Linked DNA regions of Mus musculus: region 2 is linked to region 1. A link is a contact called in public HiChIP or PLAC-seq data. All regions are on one chromosome and are shown on one strand. The core of a region is the stretch at or near the end of the contact, and the rest is flanking DNA. Distances in the headings are between cores, read along the strand shown.

What was found. HiChIP or PLAC-seq counts read pairs in DNA pulled down with a chosen protein or histone mark.
Region 2: a contact with region 1 is called in an H3K27ac HiChIP or PLAC-seq map of microglia, with 2.3 times the contacts expected there. The contact joins the promoter of Elk3 here to the enhancer-like site in region 1. A contact is called at or near these places in 3 of 39 promoter capture datasets (3T3-L1-derived adipocytes, macrophages and second pharyngeal arch cranial neural crest), 2 of 484 Hi-C or Micro-C datasets (muscle stem cells and stem cell-derived neural progenitor cells), 7 of 115 datasets of contacts at active chromatin or transcription factors (CD8 T cells, embryonic fibroblasts, embryonic stem cells and 2 more) and 3 of 9 other capture datasets (adipose tissue, liver and pancreatic islet).

What each region holds. Positions count from the first base shown.
Region 1 is chr10:93,259,008-93,263,856 of GRCm38.p6, forward strand. The region is part of intron 3 of Elk3 (ELK3, member of ETS oncogene family); the gene reads right to left. Among named protein-coding and RNA genes, the nearest start is that of Gm32551, 24 kb to the right of the region's middle. Within about 2 kb of position 3,409, at least 188 of the 459 cell types and tissues checked have an H3K27ac peak or open chromatin away from gene starts, as enhancers often do. A contact at or near this core is called in CD8 T cells, adipose tissue, embryonic fibroblasts and 5 more, where this site is marked.
Region 2 is chr10:93,308,122-93,313,073 of GRCm38.p6, forward strand. Elk3 (ELK3, member of ETS oncogene family) reads right to left here and starts at 3,038. Exons shown (of 5, transcript NM_013508.2): 1 at 2,631-3,038.

The DNA.
Region 1 (4,849 bases), core at 2,159-4,658:
GGGGGAACGGCCTCCTTAGCCACAATGCTAAATCCCATAGACTTACAACACATCGTCACTTCCCTCTGAGAACCCTCCTGCTTGGCATTATGTGTCCTGGGCTTATCACAGAGAGATTCATAGATTTACAACTCCTTAACCTCCCTCCCTCCCCAGCCACAGTTCCCAGGGTTGTTAACATTCCCTCATGTTGGTGGCCGGATGTAGCATAGCTTCCCTGATTTACCATGGTTCAGATCTATACCCTTTTCTTCCCCTCACCCTTTGTTGTTGTTGTTTTTGTTTTTTGTTGTTTGTTTGTTTTGTTTTGTTTTTTTTTTCTGAGACAGGGTTTCTCTGTGTAGCCCTGGCTGTCCTGGAACTCACTCTGTAGACCAGGCTGGCCTCGAACTCAGAAATCTGCCTGCCTCTGCCTCCCGAGTGCTGGGACTAAAGGTGTGCGCCACCACGCCCGGCTCCTTCCCATCATCCTCCTATTCATCTCTCACTCGCCCCTCAAGTTAGTCACTAAGGCCTGTGGCTGACGGTCTCTAAATTTCTCACAGATCCAACTCCTCTGGATGTGTCAGTTAGAGCCTGGCATCTTCCCTGTCCATTAGCTGGAGTGTTGCAAGGTATCCTAACTGAATACAGTGTCCCCTTCTGTATCTATGCTGTCAGGGTGACTTGTACCACACAGTTCATACTGTCCCACATGCCCTTCCAGTGTTTCCACTGCTGCCTTAATCCCATCCCATCTAACTAAACTCCAACTCTTCCTCTAGACCTGTCCTTATCTCACGCTCTTCCTAGCCCACTGTGTTCCTGCACGGAGATGCCAGAAAGATCTCTGCCACTCCCTCAGCCCCTCACCCAACTGTGACTGCCCCTTCCATAGCCACTCTCAACATTTCACTCCTCTGGACAAGTTCATCCCTTCTTCCTTAACATTCCGTTTGTGCCTCCTAGCTTCCGGGACTCTACCACCCAGGCTTGTGCCCCTAGTGCCAACCCTGGCAGCTTACACGGGAAGGGGGTGGGGAGTGCTCCCGTCAGGTTTCAGGAACTGAGCCAAACGTACTTGTTTGTGCTGCTCAGGTCTCCTCTGTAGGATGTAACTGTCTTGTGTGCATGTGTGCATGTATGTGTGTACTTCAGCAGGGATAGGTCCTAAGGTTGTAAAATAGGTCACTTCTCCCATCTTTTTCATGTCTTGCAAAAATTTATGTGCAGTGTAAGGTTGTAAAATAGATCACTTCTCCCATCCTTTTCATGTCTTGCAAAAATTTATGTTCAGTGATCATTTACTAATTCTTACAAGGCATCCGTGTTCCACTTGGCTTATGCCTCTAGAAGTTGTTAATTTCCTATCAAACCATGTCTCAACTTCTCGGGCAGTTTTCATGACCAGAAATTATATTTGACCCCTATTCTTTATTTCCGGGCAGCAGCTGTAAGCTCATGAGAACCAGAACCACATCTATATACTAATCTTGGTATCCCTGAGGCAGCAAGCAAGTGCCTGGGTGTTCAGTGACTAGCTCCACGTGAACTGATTAGAAAGGAGGCAGAGAAGAGACTGGGTGTGGCCTGCCCAGTGGCAGTGAGAAGATGTCTTTGGTGATGTCTTGAGTGGGTGCTGGAGACACTAGGAAACCATTGGGACTTCAGGAAGAGTGAAGGAGAAGCCCTTACACATATACCTTAAAAGTGGCACAGAGGCCAACGGAGTCCATAAAAATGGCGCCCCAGAGTTCAACATTATTTTCAATAGCTGGGCCAGGGGTAAAGGCACTTGCCACCAAGTCAGAGTTTTATCTGTGGGACTCACATGGTGGAAGGAGAGAACCAACTCCTACAAGTTGTCCTCTGACCTCCATATGTGCACACTAGCCCACATCACATACACAATAAATAAGTTTTATATATATATATATATAGAGAGAGAGAGAGAGAGAGAGAGAGAGAGAAAGAGAGAGAGAGAGAGAGAGGGAGAGAGTGATGGAGGCAGACCAGAAGAGATGGATGACCCATTGAGTAGTCACTAGAAGAAGAGAGGAGAGGGGGCAGCATGGGACCCCAGGGCGCAAGGAGAAAAGGCACTCCCTTTATTGTTTCTCTGGGGCAACCTACAACTTGGTAGCCAAGAACCATCCTAGCCTGTACTGCAGAGACCTACAAGGAAGTTCTCTGCCTGGAGGAAAGGTCATCATGGTCAGAGATGGAGGCCTGTCTGGGGAAAGGTCAACAGAAGAAGAAGGAAGTTGAACAACCCTGGAGAGAAGGGAGAGGGGGGAAAATGTTTTTCTTTTGATGATAATGGCAAGAGACAGGAAGATGGAAACCACACCAGAAGTGGGGTGTAGGGGGACAGGATGCTCGCACTCTGTAGGTTCTCCTACACTGCTCCAGACTCCCACTTTTCTGACTTGGCCTCAGAGCTGTCTCCGCTACCCCAGAATAGAGGAAGTAGGCTTCAGCATTTCAAACCGAGCAGGCTGTCTCCACTCAGCCACTAATCCCAGGCTGCCGAGCAAACAGCCTGAGGCGCACATACTCAGACTCTGATGGAGATGCGTGCCCAGTGCTGAAACAGCTCAGATTTCAGCATCTTGGACAGCACAGGTGAGACGAACACGAGTCTTGGCAGAAATGAGAAATACAATGCCTTGGATTCCGAATTAACTTCACCTTGGGGGGACAGGAGCAACGGGACACAGATGGGATGTGGCAGGAAGAGGGACAGATGAAACCAGCATGCAGAGGAGTCAGGAGTTTCAGCTGCCACCTCGGCTGCCAAGGTGCCTGGCTAGAGGCCAGGAGGGCTTCACACCCCAGCTCCTTCCCCTCTGCCTAACATTCGGTAGCCTGTGCCAACGGGGACAAGCAAGCGCCTTGCTTTTCAGCAACATTCAGATGGGACCTCCGTGGCTGAGCTCTGACGCCATCATTTTTCTCTGTACCTAGCTGACTTTTGCTTGAGTCTTCCAGCCCCTTGTTGGAGAAGTCCCTGCCCGGACACTATTTATCATAAACTTAGCACCAAGAGTCATGTCCTCCGCTCTTTGCAGCTCCTGTCAGCGGCTTCGCCAGTGTTCCTGACGGGAGGCGGCTCTGACACTGTGAGAGAGGCACATTTGTTCTGGCTTTCTGCACATCGAATTGAAGACAGAATGTTCAAATCTGAATGTAGACCCCATGACACATGTGGGAAAGGACAGTGATCATGTGATATGTCTTGTCAAGGCGCCTCATTTACAGGGGACTGGGTTAGTAGAGCACACCTCTCCCCCGCCCCCTCTCTGAAGTGAGCACTCCCTTAGGAGTGCTCATTCTGTTTCTGAGCCCCGCCCCCCAGAAGGGAACACTAAGGGTGAGTGGGAGAGCTAAGAGTGGATGGGTCAGCTTCTGGAGGACGCCCTGGGGCGTCGGGCGGAGCTTTACTACTGATCTAAATCTTATACCGACTTCAAGCATAGCCTAATCCTGTAGAACAGGAAGCTTGTTGTGATTAACCCCTTAGTGGCCTGTCTGGTCAGAGTTAAACCACTGATGGCTGAAAGGAGGCTGAGTTTTACCAGATCTTTGCCCTTCTCTCCCTCTCAGTTGACTACCCACAGCCCATAGGAGCAGAGCACCATTCCAGGTGCATGTAGTCTCTGGTGGCATTTAGCTCCTGAGGTTACACTATGTCCCTAAGCAGCCTCTTTTACTAACTGTGTGACACCTCTTTCCAAGCTCACTCACTCTCTATGACTCTGTCTCTGTCTCTGTCTCTGTCTCTCTCTCTCTGTCTCTCTCTCTGTCTCTGTCTCTCTCTCTCTGTCTCTGTGTCTCTCTGTGTCTCTCTGTGTCTCCCCTCTCTCTCTCTCTCTCTGTCTCTCTCTCTGTCTCTGTCTCTGTCTCTCTGTCTCTCTCTCTCTGTCTCTCTCTCTGTGTCTCTCTGTGTCTCCCCCCTCTCTCTCTCTCTCTCTCTCTCTCTCTCTCTCTCTCTCTCTCTCTCTCTCTCTCTCTCTCTCTCTCTCTCTCTGTCTCTCAAAGCCTAGGCCCCATTGGATTTCCTTTCATTGAGTAGTCACTCAATGAAAGTTGTATCCTGTCAGCCTGACCCCCATGTGCCTGAGGGCACAGGCCCTCTGTCCCAGAAGTCCAGCTTCCTAAGCATTCTCTCTAGGTTTTAGGCCACTCTGGTAGGTTCTGTCTCTGGGGATTAACTCTCTGTCCACATGTTAGGATCCCTCTCTCAGGTCAAGGTCCCTCTCCTCCTATCCCCTGCCCTGCCATCCCAGGCCCCCACTGAGTTCACGGTATCTAGGACCAAAGCCACGGTAGCAATTTTCCTTGAAATAGACAGGGTTGGTGTCGGCCCCACTCTGCTCAGAGAAGGGGATGCAGGCTCACAGAGAACACAGACGCCGAAACCGGGGATGACCTTGGCCTGACTTTGGACCACTCTCAGCCTTACAGTCTTAAACACTAAGGCCCGGACTCTGCCTGGCAGCTCTCACTCTTCTTACTTGCCTGAGCTGCTACTTGAGAGGCAGGTTTCTCGCCTGTTGCCTGGCAGCCCTGCTTTGTTAGGGAATGCTAATTTGGGAGTGTGTATGTGCCCATTCCAACCTATTACCGGAGTCCTGGGCCTCTCCTCAGAAATGAGCACAGTTCCTCAAGTCACTTCACAAAAATAAGCTGCCACGTGACCCCTGGGAAGCCTGGCAAAGAAAGCAAAGTAGCAAAGAATTGCTGGCCGCTGGTCTGCACACCCCACGGACTGTTGTCAGGGTAAGAGCGGCCGGGTCTTCTCCCCAAGGGATGGCAGAGACTTTAGCTTCAGAGTGGATGGATGCTGGATGCAAAGTGGCTCCAAACT
Region 2 (4,952 bases), core at 1,788-4,287, 49 kb after region 1:
ACAGTTATGAAGTAGTAACAAAAAATAATATCATGGTTGGGGGTTCATCACAACATAAGGAACTGTATTCCAGGGTTGCACTGTTAGGTTGAGAAGCACTGGGTTAGAAGGAAGTGTTCACAACCTTCTGGAATCCTCCTGCAGGATGATGGTAGCACCTGGAAGGTTTCCCCATCAGCTGAAGTTTTGTGGTCCTACTGAACACTCAACACCAGCAGTTTACTGACCACCCATTTAGCCCTAGGAAACGTTTGAGGGGCATCTTGGAAGTCTGGCCCACTGACTCACCTAGGGTGGGCTGGCTGGGTTGTTTTTTAGGACAGATTTGCCAAAGGAGAAGTCTTGGTAACATCTTGGAAGTCCTCACGAGAGGCACCATGTCCTCGGCAAGAAAGAAGCCCTGTGCTTTCAGTGGGGTTCTCTGAAATTCTTTGTCCTTTTTAGTAACTCTACACATTTCTAGTCAACATTTAAAAGGAGAGAGAGAGAGAGAGAGAGAGAGAGAGAGAGAGAGAGAGAGAGAGAGAGAGAGAGAGAGAGAGAGAGCCTGCTCTATATCTGGCATTGAAAGGCCATCCCTTTTCATGCTCTGGGGGTTTTGCAAGCACTCATTACTGGAAGCTCTTAGTACACTTATGGACAGTCTCCTTAACTGTCTGACCTACATACCCTCCTAACACAATCTGTAATTTTATAATCCTCATAAATTCAAACCCGTAACTGACCCTTTTCCAAATAAATGTGTGCCACAGGATGGGAGAGAAGGAAGGAGACCAGTGGATATTTTGGTGGGCAATAGGGCTCATAAATTGATTTAGGTTCTCACTGATAGATGCCTGGAACATGCTAGGTTTCCCAGCCTGACCTGACCTACCCCCCCCCCCCCAGCCATGTCCCCCTTCCCAACCCCTACAAAGCAGAGGAACAGATGGGAGAGGATGGGCAGGCATGTGTGTTTGTGTAAGAGTTGATTGAACATCAGAGAACAAAACAGAACATACATACAACTCTCTCTCTCTCCCTCTCCCAGCCCCGCCCCCCAGGAAAGCATGACTGAGACCCAAAATGGCCAAAGGGACTGCCAAGTTTTTTGAGAGTGTGCCCTAGAAAGACTGGCAGGGGTGGAGAAGGCACCTCTAAGTCAATAAGTCTGCAGGCAGACAGTGGCTCGCACAAAACCCCTCCTGTGCGGAGTAGCGGAAACTCCCAATGCGATTAGTCGGGGTGTGTGTGTGTGTGTGTGTGTGTGTGTGTGCAGACATTACTTAGCAATGACTAAAGGGCTCTCTCTTCCTGCAGCAGCCAGTGGAAAATTCAAGGAACATTTTTCCCCCTGCAGCAGCAGAATCCCTTTAACCCTCTCCCCAGCCAACTCCAAAAACAACTCGGCTTCCCCCCCCCATACGCCCCCCCCCCAACTGCCCCCCCCTCCCCACCTCCGGCAGAGCACTGCAGGGAGTTATAGGACGGCGAGGGGCTTTCGAGATGGGGAGGGCTGGAGGGGGCCGGCAGGGAAGGGGCGGGGGACCCTCAAACACTACAAAGGAAACTGTAAAAGGCACAAATACATAAACCTGAGAAGCAGCAGCAAGCCGCAGTTTCTTTGTGAGCTCCTCAGTGAGTCATTTTCAAGATGCTGTCTGCAGCCAGTTTCAAAGCGGAAGCGCACGGCAATTAGTCTTGCCGTTTCCAGACAAGCCAGAAACTCTCCCGACACTCTTTTTTTTTTTCCTTCTAAAAAGCCCCTTTTGCAGTTTCTGAAATAGCCTTTCTTGCTTCCACCCCCACCCGCCGCGTAACTGCAGCTTATCCTCGGAATGATTCGGTCGTAACAAAACAGAGACCATTTAATATTTTTAGCTCCCGCCTCCCAATTTCAAGCCCCCCCCCCTTAAAAAAAAGTTCCAGTAACATTACAGGCCAGCAGGCAGTTGGAAGTTAAAGAGCTGAGAGTTTCAAGTTCATCCCTTGCCTGGCCCATCTCCCCAATCCGAATCTGGACTAGCCGACTCGGCCGGCTTTTAAATGTCCATTAGACTGGGCGTGCGCCTGGGGCGGTGACCTGGGCGGGGGTCACCTGCCCAGAGAGAGTGGACGTAGCCCCGGGCCCCACATCTCCATGGCCCAAGTCCTCCGCTCCCTCTCCACCCCTGTGCTCTCCCCTGAATCCGAACACTCGCGCCTCGGTGCCCATCCTGAAGGGATCCGGACCGCAACCCCGGCTGGAGGTCAGTGACAATCCAGCCTCCAGCCACGCAGCCCGCTTCGACCACTATCCCTAATCCCAGAGCCCCGGAGCCTCGCTGCAGGGATACAGGAGTTTGCACTCAGGGTGTCTCCTCCGGGCTTCGCAGTGCAGACCCCAGGCCCGAGCACGAGCTCCCGGGGTGGCGCCGGTGGCGGTGGCGGTGGCGACGCACAGCATCCTCCCCCGCGGGGACGCACCCCCATCCTCCCCCAACGCAGTCTACAACTCACCCCACAGCGCCCACAACCCCACCCCCACCAGCCAAAGAAAAGAAAGAAGGAGAAAGGAGAAAAAAAAAAAAGAGGAAAAATTAAAAAAAAAAAATAGCCCGAAGAAAACTTTGCAAGCGCTGGAGCAACAGGCAAACAGTCCTGCAACCTACCCAGACGTGGGGGAGCGTTTGGGAGTCTTCTTGGGGAGATTTCTAGGAGGAACCGGGCGAAAGCCCCCGACTTTCCATGCTGACAGGCGTCTGCAGACGGTCTGTTGCTCTTGTAATGAGATCCTGATTTTCCCCCCTCTTTTTTTTTTCTTTCTCTCGCTCCTCTTTTTTTTTTTCTCCCCCCCCCCCCTCCTCTGGTGTGTGTGAGAGCAGGAAGTTGGAGCAGTCAGGCCGAGCCTGCTCACTTCCTTTACTGCATTATTCCCCAGGCGGTGTGCAGTCTGTGTAAACAGGCTTTTCCGCCCCGCGCCGTGCGCCCGGGCCGCGGCTGTGCGCCGGGGCTGCCCGCCCAGACCCGCGCATACCCCCGGCGCCGGGCCCCGCGCCCGCCCGCACGCCCCGCGCGCCCCCGCGCCGTGCCCGCCCCGCTTCCTGCTCGGCCACCCCAGGGGAGGAGCCTGGGGACCCGCCGGCCAGGCCGCCGTCTCTCCACTCGGCGGGGGCTCCGTCGGCTCCTGAGCCCTCGGGTTCCTAAGTTTGGCATCACCCTGGGTTCGTGCCCTGCTAATGGTGCCCCGAAAGGGAGGTCCCTAAGCGAGCTTTTCTCTACCATAGGCATAGAAGAAGAGTTTAGGGACAGGAGGGATGGCGAGTGGGGTTCAGGACTTTGGATGCTCTGGGAACCGGGCTGCTTTTATTGCGGACCAGAGGAGATGAGGGTGAAAAACATAAGCGTGCACAAAGGGAGATGGAGTCTTCCTAAGATGCTGTCGGATAGAGTTACTGTCGGGGCATATTTAACAGCAGCACTATAATTAATATTAATAGTAATAATTTGGAGGCAGTTTTAGAGTTGGGATCCTCTTTTGGGAATACTTTCTTAAGAGCCACAAACTAGGAGCCTTGTGTCTTAGAAAAGAGATGAGTGAAGTGGCTTTAGACAGGCACTGCTTAGGCGCTCCAGGTGGCTTGAGACAGGGGAAGGGGTACCCTGTGGTTTCAAGACTGGACTCCCCGCCCCTGAGGACAATGGCCAGGATCTGATTGGAGAGTTGGGCATTGCTCGGAGGATGCAGGAGGGAATGGGTCTCTTATTAACAAACCCTGTATACAGTTCCTCCAGCCCCAGCCTTCCAGAACCTTCCAGTCCCCTGCCTTTGGGGCTTTCTGACCAGTAGTTTTCAATCTTGAACGTTTGGCATGAGAGTACATGGCTCATTAAAGCCCTAATTGTAACCCTTAAGCCCTCACCTCAATGTGTCTGGTGTGATTGGAAGCCCCAATAACAGAATCGCGTTGAGAGTAAGGGGTGCTTTGCAAACTAGCCACAGCGTACTTATCCCAGACCAATGGCCAAGTCTCCAGGTCAGCAGGACAACATTCTGACATTTCCTTGCCCCCCCCCCATTAGCATTTGCTATCTCTCTGAAAGATTGCTTGTTTCTGAGTATCTGGTTACTATTAAAGGTTCTAGATTGAATTCAGGGATGTTAATACCCACCCCACACACGCACATCTGCAGGTGCCTGTCAGAACACCTTGTTAAACAAGGGCAGCATTTTTGCTTAATCACTGATGTGTATAACCTGCTGGTTATACACTGAGGACCAGGCTTGCCCGTGCTCTGAGAAGAGACAATGGTGGTGGGGAGAGGAGGGAGGGGGACCAAGGTAAGATGTGAAACAGAAGGAGGAATTATGGGAAAGGGGGCTGTCTATCAAACCCTGATTTTCCACAGCTAATTTTCCACTTTGGAGATTATCATTTAAAATCCCTAGTTGGCTTCTCCAGTCACTCAGCAAAACTCAGACTGTGTCCCTATATGATCCAGCTGTCCATGTGAACTGAATGCAGAGTGTGGATTTAGATTTATCATCCAACTCGGAAGCTCCCACACTTAGGAATACATGTTGCTTTTTATTTTAGAAAGTATCCACTTGGGAGAAGCTAATCTGAAGGGGCTACGTGCTGTATGATCCCACCTCTCCCAGAAAAGGCAGAACTATTGGCGCAGTGAGAAAGTTCTGGTCACCAGGGGTTGGGGACAGGAAGGGATGAGTAGTCAGAACAAGATTTTGGGGGGCCAGCCATGAACTGCTCCGTGTGAAGCTATACAGGTGGGTACCTGTAATCACGAATTATCATCAGGAGTGAGCCATCAGGTGAACTGTGGGTTTCAGGGGAGGTTGTGTCAAGAAAGGTTCGTCATTTGTAAGTGGTACCCCACTCTCTTGGGGGAGATTGGGAGGTGGCGTTCCTATACAGCCACTCAGAAAGCAAGCTCTAGAAATCAGATGGTCAGGTCTCGTTAGAGATTTAGCT